Linked DNA regions of Sus scrofa: region 1 is linked to region 2. A link is a contact called in public HiChIP or PLAC-seq data. All regions are on one chromosome and are shown on one strand. Each heading gives the region's core, a stretch centred on a gene start, on an enhancer-like site or on the middle of the called end of the contact. The rest is flanking DNA. Distances are from core to core; before and after follow the strand shown.

What was found. HiChIP or PLAC-seq counts read pairs in DNA pulled down with a chosen protein or histone mark.
Region 1: an H3K27ac HiChIP or PLAC-seq map of skeletal muscle shows a contact between it and region 2, with 5 times the contacts expected there. The contact joins two enhancer-like sites. A contact is called at or near these places in 2 of 47 Hi-C or Micro-C datasets (embryonic fibroblasts and fetal skeletal muscle) and 1 of 2 datasets of contacts at active chromatin or transcription factors (skeletal muscle).

Annotation. Positions count from the first base shown.
Region 1 is chr7:40,203,150-40,209,614 of Sscrofa11.1, forward strand. RUNX2 (runt-related transcription factor 2) reads left to right here. Exons shown (of 8, transcript XM_005666074.3): 3 at 2,779-3,140. Among named protein-coding and RNA genes, the nearest start is that of SUPT3H, 45 kb to the left of the region's middle. Within about 2 kb of position 2,257, at least 39 of the 83 cell types and tissues checked have an H3K27ac peak or open chromatin away from gene starts, as enhancers often do. A contact at or near this core is called in skeletal muscle, where this site is marked.
Region 2 is chr7:39,513,028-39,519,980 of Sscrofa11.1, forward strand. No RefSeq gene overlaps it. Among named protein-coding and RNA genes, the nearest start is that of CDC5L, 130 kb to the left of the region's middle. Within about 2 kb of position 3,859, at least 1 of the 83 cell types and tissues checked has an H3K27ac peak or open chromatin away from gene starts, as enhancers often do. A contact at or near this core is called in skeletal muscle, where this site is marked.

The DNA of each region.
Region 1 (6,465 bases), core at 1,007-3,506, 690 kb after region 2:
GCCAGGAGACCGGGGAGTAGTTTGGGGAAGGGGTGTCCTAGCGGGTGATGCAGAATGCGTCACCCAGGATGGCAAGTGGCTGTGGGAAGGCCTTGGAGGCGGGAGGGGCGCGGCGAGGGGGCTCGCGTCTGCAGGGGGATTAGGGGGAGAGGCGGGAACGTGGAGAGAAAAGTGGGGAAGGGAGGTGTGGAGTTGTAAATGGGAAAAAGGAAGGTAAAAATTAAGCCCCAAAGAGGAAGGACAGAACAGTGTCCCCCGAACCCCACCCTTACCCCCGCGAGGGCGCTCGCATAGATAACTCCCCCTCCGCTCCCACTATTGGAAGCCCCTCAGTCGCATCTCATTAGAGGGCAATCTTGGTCCCCAAGCCACGCGCCTACAGCCCTGCAAGTTCATCGTGTGCTTGAAATTGGCTCCAGAGTCCAGTACAGGCAACCAGGCCCCCTCTTCCGCCCCCCCCCCGCCCCCGCCGGCTCTCGAAGCTCTTTAGCCCCCCTTTAAAGGCGCAGACCCCCAAGCGCCGGCTGGGCAAGTGAAAGCAATTCTTTAAAAACCGGGAGGTAGGGTCGCGGCAGGTTCCTACCAGGGTTCGAGAGGCGTTTGCGCTGAGCAGCAAAAATTAATGGGTATGTGAATTGATTTAAATAAGATGAAGGGGCGGGGGGAGATGAGTGATGACTCAACTATCTTTCTTCCTGAATACTCTGTAGAGGAGGCATTGTAACTTTTCATTTCTTTTATAAAACCATTTATTACTGTGTGGTGTCAGCTACCGTATTAGGAATCTCTGGCAACTGAGGATTCTTCTTGCAAACACGTTTTCAAGCTTTGCGAGGTTTAAAGGAGATTGACAGCAAGTATTCTAGGAGGAGGGGAAACGGCCCTGTGCCCCCTTCTTAGGGGTGCGATACCCTCAAGCGGATTTCCCGGCTTCTGCGGGCGCCGCACATTGTTTTATTTGTTTTGAAGGCTCAGAGTTTGAGGCTGGTCGGAGACACCCACGTGCTTCTGACTCTCATCAGTGTAATGATCGCCTTAGCCAGAGTCGTGTCTATATAAACCACAAAAACCTAATCATTAGAAATCCCAGCCTCCAAAAACCACATTTTAGGTAAAACTGCCGCCTTTTTTCTGCGCTCCTTCATCCTTTCGACCACAACTTTTGGGGGGATCCAAAGTCGCTTTTTAAACCCACACTGGGAAATAAATACATAAATAAATAGCCATCGAAGCATTTTGAATATTTTATTTCGTATTTTAATTTTTTTTCCTTGGGAGTGGTGGTGGTGGTGGGGAAGTTAAGACATTAGACCAAGTTTTAGATGCAGAATAGACTTATTAATAGATTGAGATTCATGGAAAACTGCTGGGGTTCCCCCCCTCCCCGCAAGGGTTTTAGCAACTTATTTTAATCATCAAGTTGATAGTTTTCCAGTCCTTAAAGAAACTCATCCTTGTTCTCTAGGAACAAGTTTGAATATAGAAGAAAAAAGTGTCCGGCTACCCACAGTTTGAGTTTCTAAAAACGATTTTGACAAATGTCCCCTCCATCCCAATTTTTTTGAGTCGCTTAAGACAAAAAACACCCAAACTCTGTAAAATCTTTTTTTTAACCCCTCTTGGGAGCCGCTCCGGCAGAGGTGGGGGGGGGATGGGGTGGGGGAAGGGTGAAGAGTGCTGAGAAGTCAGCACAGACGCTCAAGAATTTTCCTTCTTCCTCTCCTGAAGTTACAACGAAAAATAACGACAGGCAGATCAGCCGGCAGGCTCTCTGGCGTCTCAGCATCAACCTCCTCCGACCAAGAGGGGGTTCCTGGTTCTAGGGGGGAGGGGGGTGAGAAGCAAGAGGACGCGACCAGGCGAGATCCCCCTAGACCCGGGCCGCCTCTCTCGGCTTCGGAAGCTGCACGCCGCGTCCCGGGGGCTACTTCTCGCGGCCGGCGGGCGGCGGCAGCGGCTGAGATTCGCAGGCTCGAGATCCGCTGCCCCGAGATCCGCTGCCCGCGACTTACCTCCTGGCGCCTCGAAGCGCGAGGGTCAGGGGAGCTTTGCAAAGAGCTGGAGGGAGTGGATGCGAGGAGGGAGCGGTGAGAGGGCGAGAAGAGGAGAAGGGAAAGGAAGGAGCCGAGCCGGGGAGCCGGGCTGGCAGCCGCCGCGGGAGGAATCTGAGTGTGCAGCCGGCGCGGGGGGAGCGGCAGCCGCAGCAGAGCGGCGGCGGCAGCAGCGGCGCGGGCGGGCGGGCGGCGCGGCGCGGACGCCAGCAGCTGCGTAGCTGCTCGTGGCGCGGCGCGGCGGTGGCGGGCAGCGCGCGGCGATGCTGGCCTCTGGGTTGGACTGCTGAACCCACTGGGCTCAACCGCCGGACTCGAACTGGGAGGGGGCGCCAGCGCACCCAGGACGCGGTGCCCCAAGGGACCCCACTCCAAGCTGCTGCGAAGTGAAGTCTCCCGCCTGCCCGAGCCAAACACATCCTGGTGCCCGTTCGCAGCTGCCACCCCGGGTGTTTCAAGGGCTCCAGCAAGATCTGCGCCTCCCGGGTCTCGTCACCCGCCAACCCGATTGCTCCGCACCGCCACCGCTGGCCCCCGTCAGACTCCGCCCGGCAGTCTGCTTCATCGAACTTGATTTCTCACCTCCTCAGCCCCATCACCTCCATCCCCTTTCCCCCGTCTCGCCTCCACCCCCCCAATTTCCTCCTCCTCGCCCCTCATTCCACCCTCCTCCCCCTCCCCCGGCCACTTCGCTAACTTGTGGCTGTTGTGATGCGTATTCCCGTAGATCCGAGCACCAGCCGGCGCTTCAGCCCCCCCTCCAGCAGCCTGCAGCCCGGCAAGATGAGCGACGTGAGCCCGGTGGTGGCTGCGCAACAGCAGCAGCAGCAACAACAGCAGCAGCAGCAGCAGCAGCAACAGCAGCAACAGCAGCAGCAGGAGGCAGCGGCAGCGGCGGCGGCGGCGGCGGCGGCGGCGGCAGCGGCAGCCGCCGTGCCCCGGTTGCGGCCGCCGCACGACAACCGCACCATGGTGGAGATCATCGCTGACCACCCGGCCGAACTCGTCCGCACCGACAGCCCCAACTTCCTGTGCTCTGTGCTGCCCTCGCACTGGCGTTGCAACAAGACCCTGCCCGTGGCCTTCAAGGTAAGAAGCTGCGGCCGCCCCCCCACCCCCCGCCCCCTGCCCGGAGCCGCGGGACCTGCCTGCTAGCGTTTCCGTGCCCGCGGGGGCCCGAGCCCGGACCCGTACTGCCTCCAAGGTTCCTATCTTGGTGGCTCGGACCCGAAGGAACGCCGTCTGGCCCTCTTCCTCCGGATCTGCCAGCGGGCTCCGGGCGTAGTGACCCCGTGCAGATAGATCCTTCCCTCTCCCACCTGTGCCCGCAGCCATCACCTCAACCCTGGTTCTCTTTATCCGTTCATCACCCGTGGAGCCTGCCGGCCAACATTCTGACCCACTTCTCCGAGCCGTCTTACCTCCCCCAGGAGCCCCCAGGTGCCCACTCTCCGAGCTGCGGCCCGAACTTGCTCCACCCCGCCCCCACTCCAGGGTATCGCCAGCGTTCTCCCCACGGACTCCCGCGTCCCTCTCCCCAGCATCCCTGCCCGCCCTGCGCCTCAGGCTGCCGCGCCACCCCTCCCCCGGATCCCGCGCGCTCCCACCCTTTCCCCTCCAAACCGAGCGCCCTCCGCCCGTGTCGGCGCCCCCTTCTCCCACCCGTTTGAGCCTCTGCGGCTCCGGCCCCTCTCGGGCTCGGGGGCCTGTGTTCGTGGGGTGCCGGCGCCGGAGTTCGAGCCTGGGGAGGGGCTCCGAGTGCCGGCTGCCGCGGCGGCGCGTGGGCCGCCGGACTGAAGTCAGAGAGGGTCCCGGGCAAACTTAGGTACCCGGGGAGCGAGTGAGGGGAGACAGGTCGGGGGCATTTTCTCCGCCTGCAGCCCCACGCTTGTTCCGGCTACTGGGAGGAAGGCGAGGCAGCCGGGGTCGCCCCGCGCCCAGAGGCCGGGGAGTACGCGAGTCCTGGGCGCCAGACCCTCAAGTGCAAGGCGGCGCGGGCCAGGGAAGGGGGCGGGGGCTGGACGGCCTCTTCCACGGGGACCCGCTCCCCGCCTCGCCGCGCCTGGGAGGGAGAAGGGAAACCTGTGAAATGCCTTCAGCTTGCCTGCCTTGAAAGCGGAGGTGACTGTGCGATTCGAGTCATCTTATTCTCACTTTTGAGGACTTGGACCCCAGAGGTCCCTCCTGCTTCTGAAAGGTCTTGTGGCGCTGGGGCCCGTGATTTGGGAGCGGAGGGAGTGACCCCGGGGTTGAAAAGCGCCCTCCGCGCGCCCCGCGGCCTCCTCCGCCCGCCCCGTTAGTTTGAGGGCGAGTGTCAGCAATTGGAGTCGCGGGCTGCGGCTCTTCCGGCAGATTGAGGGCGTCGGGGAGTGCGTTTGGGGTCCCCCGGGGAGACCTCGCCTCCTCGCACGGCCCCCAGAGCTGCGAGCATCCCGGGTTGCTGGGGAACTGGGGTCCCGGGCCGTCCTCCCTCGCGGGACTTGGCGCCTGGGATGGAGTGGGCGGTGAGCCAGTTGGGGAGAAGAGCGCTTCCAGAAAGATGCTTCAGGCCCGGTCTAGCCTCAGAACCCACGAAGGTGGGCCTGGGTCCGCCGGGTTCTGAGATCTGTGGAGAGCAGGGTAAGCCAGGCCTTGGGGGAGGAGGGAAAAAAGGGAGCACGCGTGCCAGTTCCTCCCTTGTGGATCCCGGGGCTAAACTCCCACGGGCCACTGGCAGTTCCCAGATGTTGCTCACCACCCCCGCCCCACGCACCAATTCAGATTCCGTGTGTGGGTGGGGTGGAAAGGAAGAGGAGTCCAGGTCAATTAGAGCTGGTTATCTTGCTACGTTTGCTATCAGAACAGAAATCAGAATGAATTGTTATGGAAAGGGGATGTTGCATTCTGGGGCAAGTTTCATTTTGCAGTTGGCTCAAGAAATGTGTGTGTGTGTTTTAACCGTCCCATTTCTTCTTTTATGAACCACACATTTTGTAAGTTAAGGTTTTCTTCCTTGAAATATGGAGAGCTCAGAATATGTGTGAATCGTAGAAATTTGGATTTTCATATGAGATCTTGTACACCAAAGGCTCAGAATTTTGTAATTTGCCCTAGGTGAGAGTGGAAATTTGTTTCCACCTCCCTCCAAAAGAAAACCCTCTCCAAACACACACACACACACACGCACGCACGCACACACACACGCATACACACACACACCTTGGATGAAAACAGCAAATAATACAAATAAATAGATAAAATGTCACAAGTCAGGATACCTAAAAATATAAGGATAGGTGCCTTCGTTTTAAAAGATACCATTTAGATGTTTGATGTTCTACAGTCTGTTCTGCTAAACATGTTTAAAGTCTAACTGTCCTGAGGTATTCTCTTATGTTTATGGTGCTGAATTGATTTTGGGCATTAGTATTTGGGGTAGAAAGTACATTTTTGGCATAAAGATAGAGTGCAAATTAGTTTGAGCTATTTTCAGATAGTTTGAGTATCTTTAGGTTTTCTCACTACCACCCTTTTGAAATTATTTTGGAAATAAATTGCTTTCTCTGTGCTTCATCAGACTTATTGTTAATAAGAGAGTAATTTTACTTTTCACAGTAAACAAAACCATAGATAACCCATGACCATATTAAATTGAATATTTTAATTCATGTTAATTGAATGATCAGTTGAGTTAACCTAAAACCTTTCATGTTTTCCTATTCCCATACCTGAGTTTAAAAAATTCAAAGAACGGGTGATAGCTGAGATCCACTGCTGAAAAATACGTGTAGCTATTTGGAACATCCAGATTCTGACATCAGTGTTTTTTTTTTTTTTTATCTGAATGTTGGGTTGTTAAAAAAACAACCTCTTTTTACCTTACTTTGGAGATAAAAAGCCTGTGAGCCGTAGACCCTCTACATTCATGCAACATAATCAAATACATCTGCAAAGAAGTCATATGAAAAAGTCTCTGTTTTAAAAGTGGTGACAGCAATTTGGCTATCATATTTAGAGCTATGTACCAAGCAAATTGTAGTGTTTGGGGTAGATAGCAGAGAGGTAAATATATTTAAAAACACCCATACAGAACTTAATTGTTGAGAAATCTGGTATTCAAATCCATATAATATTTACTGACCCCATGTTTTATGTCTGTGACACTGAGACACAGACAAGAGAGAGAATCAGAAATGAATTTGGTAGACTGTGTTTTCATACATTAATTTAATTAAGTTAAAGAGTGCTTCAGCGTGGCATTGGCCATGTATTGTATTAAGACAGGTCATGTATTAGTGTTGTTCCGCTGATCTTGTTAAGGGATTATGCAGGAGTACTTAATTCATTTACACTCTGACGTGTAAAAGTGCAAAACCACCTAGGATACTTAAAAATACGTAAAGTTGTTTAGTAGCATTATATTTTTGACAAAGTC
Region 2 (6,953 bases), core at 2,609-5,108:
TAAATATGGGGCCATCTAGAGAAGAGAAAAAGAAATCACCCTTCGGAGTAATACCCATTTGCAAAGACATACATATTTTGGAAAACCACAGAAACTTGCGGGAGTTTTAGAAGGGTGTTCTCTTAATTTTAGAAGCGCAAGGGTTTTGGTGAAATCAGCGTTGTTTTCTCAGACACCAAACGGATGAACATTGGCACAGCTTCTGGGGGCTCATAGAGATAAAGAAAGCCACAAAAAGAGGTTTCTAATAATTGTCCCCTGTCCCCAAACACGGCTGTTGAGGGCTGGGGGTACTAATGCCCCGTCCCTAATGGGCGCCCCCCTCCGCCAGCTGCCAGCTGACATCCCGGCTCTGCCACCGTGGCTGGGGTCTCAGGCAAAACTTGCATCTGGTTGTCCTTTGCTTCTTTTTCTGCCTTTGTATACTTTCACGAGGAGATGATTGTTTTTAATTAACCCTCCTCGGTTTTCTTTAGGTTTCTCATCGTTTTCATCTTCCATTCGCTGTCTCCATCCATTCACTTACCTTCATTCTGCGGGGCTATCGGTGACCTGCTTCCAATAAGGCTGTTGGGTTTGGTCCAGCTGCTTCTTCAGGTTTGATGGGGGCCCGCAGGGTTGGGTGGCTTCCTTTTCTCCCTGTGAAGTTTTTTAACTTTGTTTTGCTTTGTTATTCCTCGCTTCTATTTGTGTTTCTCCACAAAGGGACATTGGGTGTTTATGCACTTTTCAGGAGCGCTTACTTGTAAGGTGAGAGAATTGCTTCTGAATGTTCTGGGCCACCTGCTGGGACATATGATCTGTGACATCCTGGCTCTGATAGCCTGCAGATTTCTCAGCAGTATCGCTGCATCTCCAAGCCAGTCCTGCCTCTCCGGCTGTTGTGTCATCCTCTGTTTCTACCTCCTTCTAGAACAGAATGAATGAGACAGGGACCACTTCCTCTGTGCAATACCTGCCCCTTCAAACCCCCATCTTTAAAATTCATCGAGAGATAACACAAAAGACCAAACCCTGGAAGAAATAAAATTCGCAACTACATCGCAAACAATTCTACATAAATTATTAAAATCTTGGAGTTCTGCGATACAGGTCGAGAACCCAAGCAAAAAAGTTACGCATAGGTTGCTTTGGTGTAACATGGAGATTCCTAGAGCTGCCTCCAGTCCTGTTGCCCTCTCCTCCTGGGCACATGGGAGCATCCCCTTGCAGTGGATAAGCCCCCGTGACTAGTTCTGTCCATCGGTGAGTGAAAGGTTCACGTGCCCTCCTGGGCCGAAGCATTTACTTGCTGCTGAGGTGATTGTGGGGGAGCTTCCTATTTAGATGGTGGCACTGAAAAATCAGCGCGTCCTGGACTGTGGAGTTGCCACATGAGGGACAGCTGGCCTGAAGATCCAGGCGCACCTGCAGCGGGTTCTGCTTGAGCCAGAAACAAACTGTGGATGACGTGTTACCCAGTCGAGATGTTAGATGCTTTTAGCAGGACCTGGCCTGCCCTGGGCAGCGCAGATGCACACAGAAGCTGTACGAAAGGTGAGGATAGTGATTAACTCACAGATGAGGTTATGGCTGCTCTGGGGGGAGGCAAATGGATCAGGAACAGGAAGGAGCACCCAGGGGGTGCGAGAGTCAAGGAGATGTTTTGGTTCTTAAGTTGGGTGATGTGTTCTTAGGTGTTCATTTTATAATCCGGCTTTATATATATTTATTATATATTGTATCATATATGAGATACAATATTATATATACAATTTATTATATTGTATTATATATATGATACAATATTACATAGATATAATTTATTATATATTGTTTATATGTATACTTATATATATATATTTATTTATTTTTTGGCCGCACCCATGGCATGTGAAAGCTGGGACAGGGATTAAACCCGCACCACAGCTGTAACTGGAGCCACAGCAACGACAGTGCTAGATCCTTAACCCACTGTGCCACCAGGAAACTCTAACACATGTTAATGTTAGTGTCAAATATCACAATAGCAAACAATTTAAATAGTTTAAAACTAAGCAGCATTAAAAGCAGAAGTGGCAGGTCAATAGGAAGTCATTGTACAATTCTCTCAATTTTGCTGCAAGTTTGAAAATTTCCGTAATAAAATGTTGGCTAAAACCCTGCTAGACCTAACAGTTACATCAAGAACTTAAAAAAAACCTCACTTATAATTCAACTTCATAGTAACTATTTTGATTTTTTGAGGCCTTATCTCTATGAATACAATGTTTTTATAGCTGCAGTATACATAGTATGCATAGTATTTGATGGCATTTTTTTTTTTTTTTTTTTTTTGCTTTTTAGGGCCGCTCCCCCAGCATATGGAAGTTCCCAGGCTGGGGTCAAATCGGAGCTGCAGATGCCAGCCTGTGCCACAGCCACAGCAACGTGGGACCTGAGCCATGTCTGTCGCCTACACCACAGCTCATGGCAATGCCGGATCCTTAACCCACTGAGCGGGGCTAGGGATCGAACCCGAGTCCTCATGGATACTAGTTGGGTTTGTTTCCACTGCGCCACAACGGGAATGCCGGGCTTTCTTTTTTCATTTAACATCTTATCGTGGATTTCTCTAGTACTCATGCTTTTTCAGTGAGTGCGTTCATGTTTCGGGAGCTCCTTCTATCCCTTGCAAATGTGGGTCTCCCCATAAACCTCAGTCATACTCCAGAAGCTAAAGATTCTTTTTAACTGGATGGCAAGAATAGTCAGAGGTCTACCACACATCCCTCTTTCTAAAGTTTCCTCAGGAGATGCTGTGTCTGTCTGCCAACTACTCTTTTCTTGAGCTAAAGGGAAGCTTTTTGAGTTTAAGACATACTGGGCAAGTTAACAGCCTCCCCCTGACCCTTGTGGCCTGCCCATCGTGGGCTCGCTGGGGGAATCTGCTACCTTTCCTTCTGGACTTTTCCCCTTTAGCTTTTCTGCTACTTCTATCCCACCCCATCTCAAAAACAGCCCTGTGATAAAATCTCAGCAGGTATAAACTAACAGCCTGCTCCGAAAACCCACATGTGTTTGGAAGCATATATCATTTCTTTTTTTTTTTTCTTCCAGGTTAGAAAAATTATTTCTGCTCTTGGTAGATAATTTAGAAATCCACCTATCTTTCCACCACCCAAGACTAGACTACTGCTAGCATTTTAGTCTTTTTTCAAGAAATGTATGGCGTTCCCATTGTGACTCAGTGGGTTAAGAACCACCATGATCCAGGGAAAACGAATCCAACTAGCATCCATGAGGTTCCAGGTTTGATCCCTGGCCTCGCTCAGTGGGTTAAGGATCCGGCATTGCCGTGAGCTGGGTATAGGTCACAGACGTAGCTTGGATCTGGTGTCACTGTGGCTGATTCGACCCCTAGCCTGGGAACTTCCATATGCCACGGGTGCGGCCCTAAAAAGACAGACAGACAGACAGACACTAAAAAGACACACACACACACACTAAAAAGACACACACACACACACACACACACACACACCCTACATAGTATCTGTGAGGATTTGGCTTCCATCCCTGGCCTCGCTCGGTGTAGGCCAGCAGCTGCAGCTCTGATTCCATCCCTAGCCTGGGAACTTCCATACGCTACAGGTGCGGCCCTTAAAAAAAAAAAAAAAAAAAAAGAGGCAACTCTTTCCCAGTCTCTTTGCCTGAAAACAAAGTGTTAAAAACCAAACCATTCTACTTGTTCAGTTTCTGCTGCGCGCTCGCCCAGATGAAATTAACACCAGTGCTGTAAGGCCCATAACTTTTTATCCACGCGGTAGCTGTAACAGAAGTCTTCCCAGTCGTCATTAAGATATGATTTGATGTGTCGTCAAGTATATAAAAGGCTCCTCCACTCAGAATAGCAAACAGCTGTTCACCATCTCCAGTGAGCCTGGAGCCAGAGGTGGGAGAGCGAGCGCTCGGGGCTCTGGGCAACTTCTGGCCCCTCATGGGGAGGGCAGGCGGCTCCTGGAGGGTCCTGGACCAACCCCTGAGCTGTCCATTTACCTGAGGCTTGGCTATTTGGGGTTGAAACTGTAGACCAATTACTTCTCCCTCTCCCCACACCCCCTCCCAATCTCAGTCTCTCTCTCTATCTTTCTCTGACTTTTCAGGACAGCGTGGTTGGTAGTTTACAGTGGGGGGGGGGTTGCCTGCTTCTTGGTAAGTCTTGCAAAGCAGCCCGTGCTCTCCTCTGAGGGGTATCACGTGGTCTTAAGCAGGAAGGATTCGGTGACCTCTGGGAGCTCTGCCCACACAGATCTGACTTTGCTATTTCTGCCCCCAGCTTCCTTTCCCAAGTTCGAGTATCTGCCGCCCAGCTTCTGCTGGCTGCCACCTTGCCCTTGGGTCCTCGGCTGCCCTCTGGGAGGAGAGCTGGGTCTCTTGCTCCACCAGTTGGAGGAGGGGATAGAGTCTCTGGCTTGGAGTCGTGCATGGGTGTTTAGTCCACCAGCCCTTGGGAATGGCTGCCCTGTGCTCTACTTGTCTCCAGGGGCTTGGGATGGTAGCAGACAGCATGAAAATCTCTGAGCGGGGAACTCTGAGGTCATCGCAGCCACCCTCTTGATCTTACAGATGAAGGAACCCAAAGCTGTCCTTGTAGAGGGGCAAGAGTGGGTGGGTAAGGGAGTGTTAACTGGGCACCCACTCTATGCCAGGCTGAGATAGGCAGCCCCCTGCACGAGCCCTGTGTAGTAGAGGTTCACTGTTAACCCCATTTCGCAGGTGGGAAAGTGAGGCTAGGCAACTTGCTGGACACTGCCAGTGAGTGGCAGAGCTCACATCGGAGTCTACCGCCATCTGACTCTAACTCTGGTGCTTTCCTCTCATGCTGCAGCCCAGAGCTTGCAGGTGTGCCCATCCACTGTGACCCTGGACCTGGTGGCAGTGGCATTATTGACCATATCATAAGCCCGACGTGTCCCCATGGCAGTGACCCTGCAACTCCCCTTTGCACACATGTGTGCCCTTTTGAGGCTCATTTTCCTCTTTGTGCAAATATTCCACAGCAGGAAACGAGGAGGGGTGGAGGCGAGGGGTCCCAGGCTCTCCTCAGAGGGGACACTGGTCAACCTCTGGTTGCGTCTAAACATGCCTGTGGTGTGACTGTGGTTGCGCACTGGGTTTGTGTCAGCTATGCTGGTCAGGGGGTGGGGTCTGTAGCTGTACCTTGGCTGACCCAGCTCTCCGAGGGTCTTCTCTGCAGTCACATCTGCTTTGTTTTGTGGCAATGTCTCATGGGTCTCATTTCCCTTCAGATTCCATGGGGACAAGGACTGAGCCTACTTCTCTTTTGTGCCACCAAAGGATCAGGAGCATTCATCCCATTAGCAACAACAGGCATCTAGTGATGTGGCTAATTATCCAGAAGCCAGTTTCCCGAGTGTGTCCATTTTTAGGAGTAAGCTTTAGGTTGCTATTAATCTTTTAAACCATTTTGAAGGAAGATGTTCAAATGAACAGAAAAGTAAAGTGAATCTTTTGGAATATAAGCAATAGCATGATGGACGCTCCTATGCCCATTGCCTAGATCTAACAAGCAGCAGCTGCCATATTTGATGTGGCTCCCAGAACCCAGGTTTCTCGTCTGCTCCTATGGCAACAATGATGCTGTCTTGTCCAGGGAAATCTTGTCCCGCTCTTCAGAGGGACTGGGTACACACACGATCACCTTCACCAAATCCCTCATGACTTCCCGAGGGCCCGCTATGTGCCAGGCCACCCAGTGACCTCCTTGAGACATTCACCTGCCACCCAGAGAGGGAAGAGACCTGTAAGGAGCCCATTGCATTCTGATGTGCTCAATCTAACGCTCCATTTTATAGATGGATAAACTGAGAACCTTGGAAGCCTGCAGTCTCATCTCTAGGAAACTTTACCAGCTCCAAGTTGGGAAACTGTGGCCAGACTTGACTGTTACTGGGTGGTCCTTAGCAAGTCCTTGCCAAACTCTGGACACATTTTGCTCCTCTATAGATTGAGTCAGGCTGGAATATTTCTTTCTTTCTTTCTTTCTTTTTTTTTTTTGTCTTTGTTTAGGGCCATGCCCTTGGCATATGGAAGTTCCCAGGCCAGAAGGTGAATTGGAGCTGTAGCTGCTGGCCTACGCCACAGCCACAGCAACTCGGGACCCGCGCCACGTCTGTGACCTACACCACAGCTCACAGCCATGCTGGCGAGGCCAGGGATCGAACCCGCATCCTCATAGGCACTAGTCTGGTTCGTTACCACTGAGCCACAATGGGAACTCCCCAGGCTAGAATATTTCAAAGGCCCCCTTCAGCTTCAAGTTTTCTGGAACTTTTCACAGCCAAGTATTTTACCAGCCTGCCTTCTGAAATCTGCTTTGCCTGTAACTTCTCTCAGAGCCAGGGCCTGGAGGAATTTCTAGCTGTGCCCGGATTCCGTGATAGGTTCTAATTCCACCCCCTGGGAACCCATGCCAGGGGTAAGTCTCCCAGTCAGGAATCCCTCTGGTGGAGCCAACCCGTGTCCCCAAGGCCGCAGTTTCCATTAATTTCCTTTGACCTGTCCTTGGGGGAAGCTCATGATTACTGGTAATTCTAGTTAATCCTTTAACTTGCAAAAGGAAACTAACCATCTAATAGGCAGAATGAGGGAATGACTTGGCACACTACCTGCAAAAGAGAAACCTAAAATATTCCAGAATGTTCTCTGGGAGGCCACAACCATTAACGCCCGGGAGCTGGCTCCTGTGAAGCCTTGTCTCCTAGCGGTGGGCACACTTCTGAGCTGAGCCAGGAGTGGGTACAGGCGTCAGCAGCCCTTCTGCTGTTTTCCCCCTTCTGCGTGTTTGTGGCATAAGCGTTTTACTTGCTAAGGCAGAACAGCTCCAGCCCCGTCAAGGGCTTTCCGACATTCTCTGAGCAGCTGGCCTCCCCCCGATTCAGAAGATGTCATGGTTTATTAATTCCTTGCAG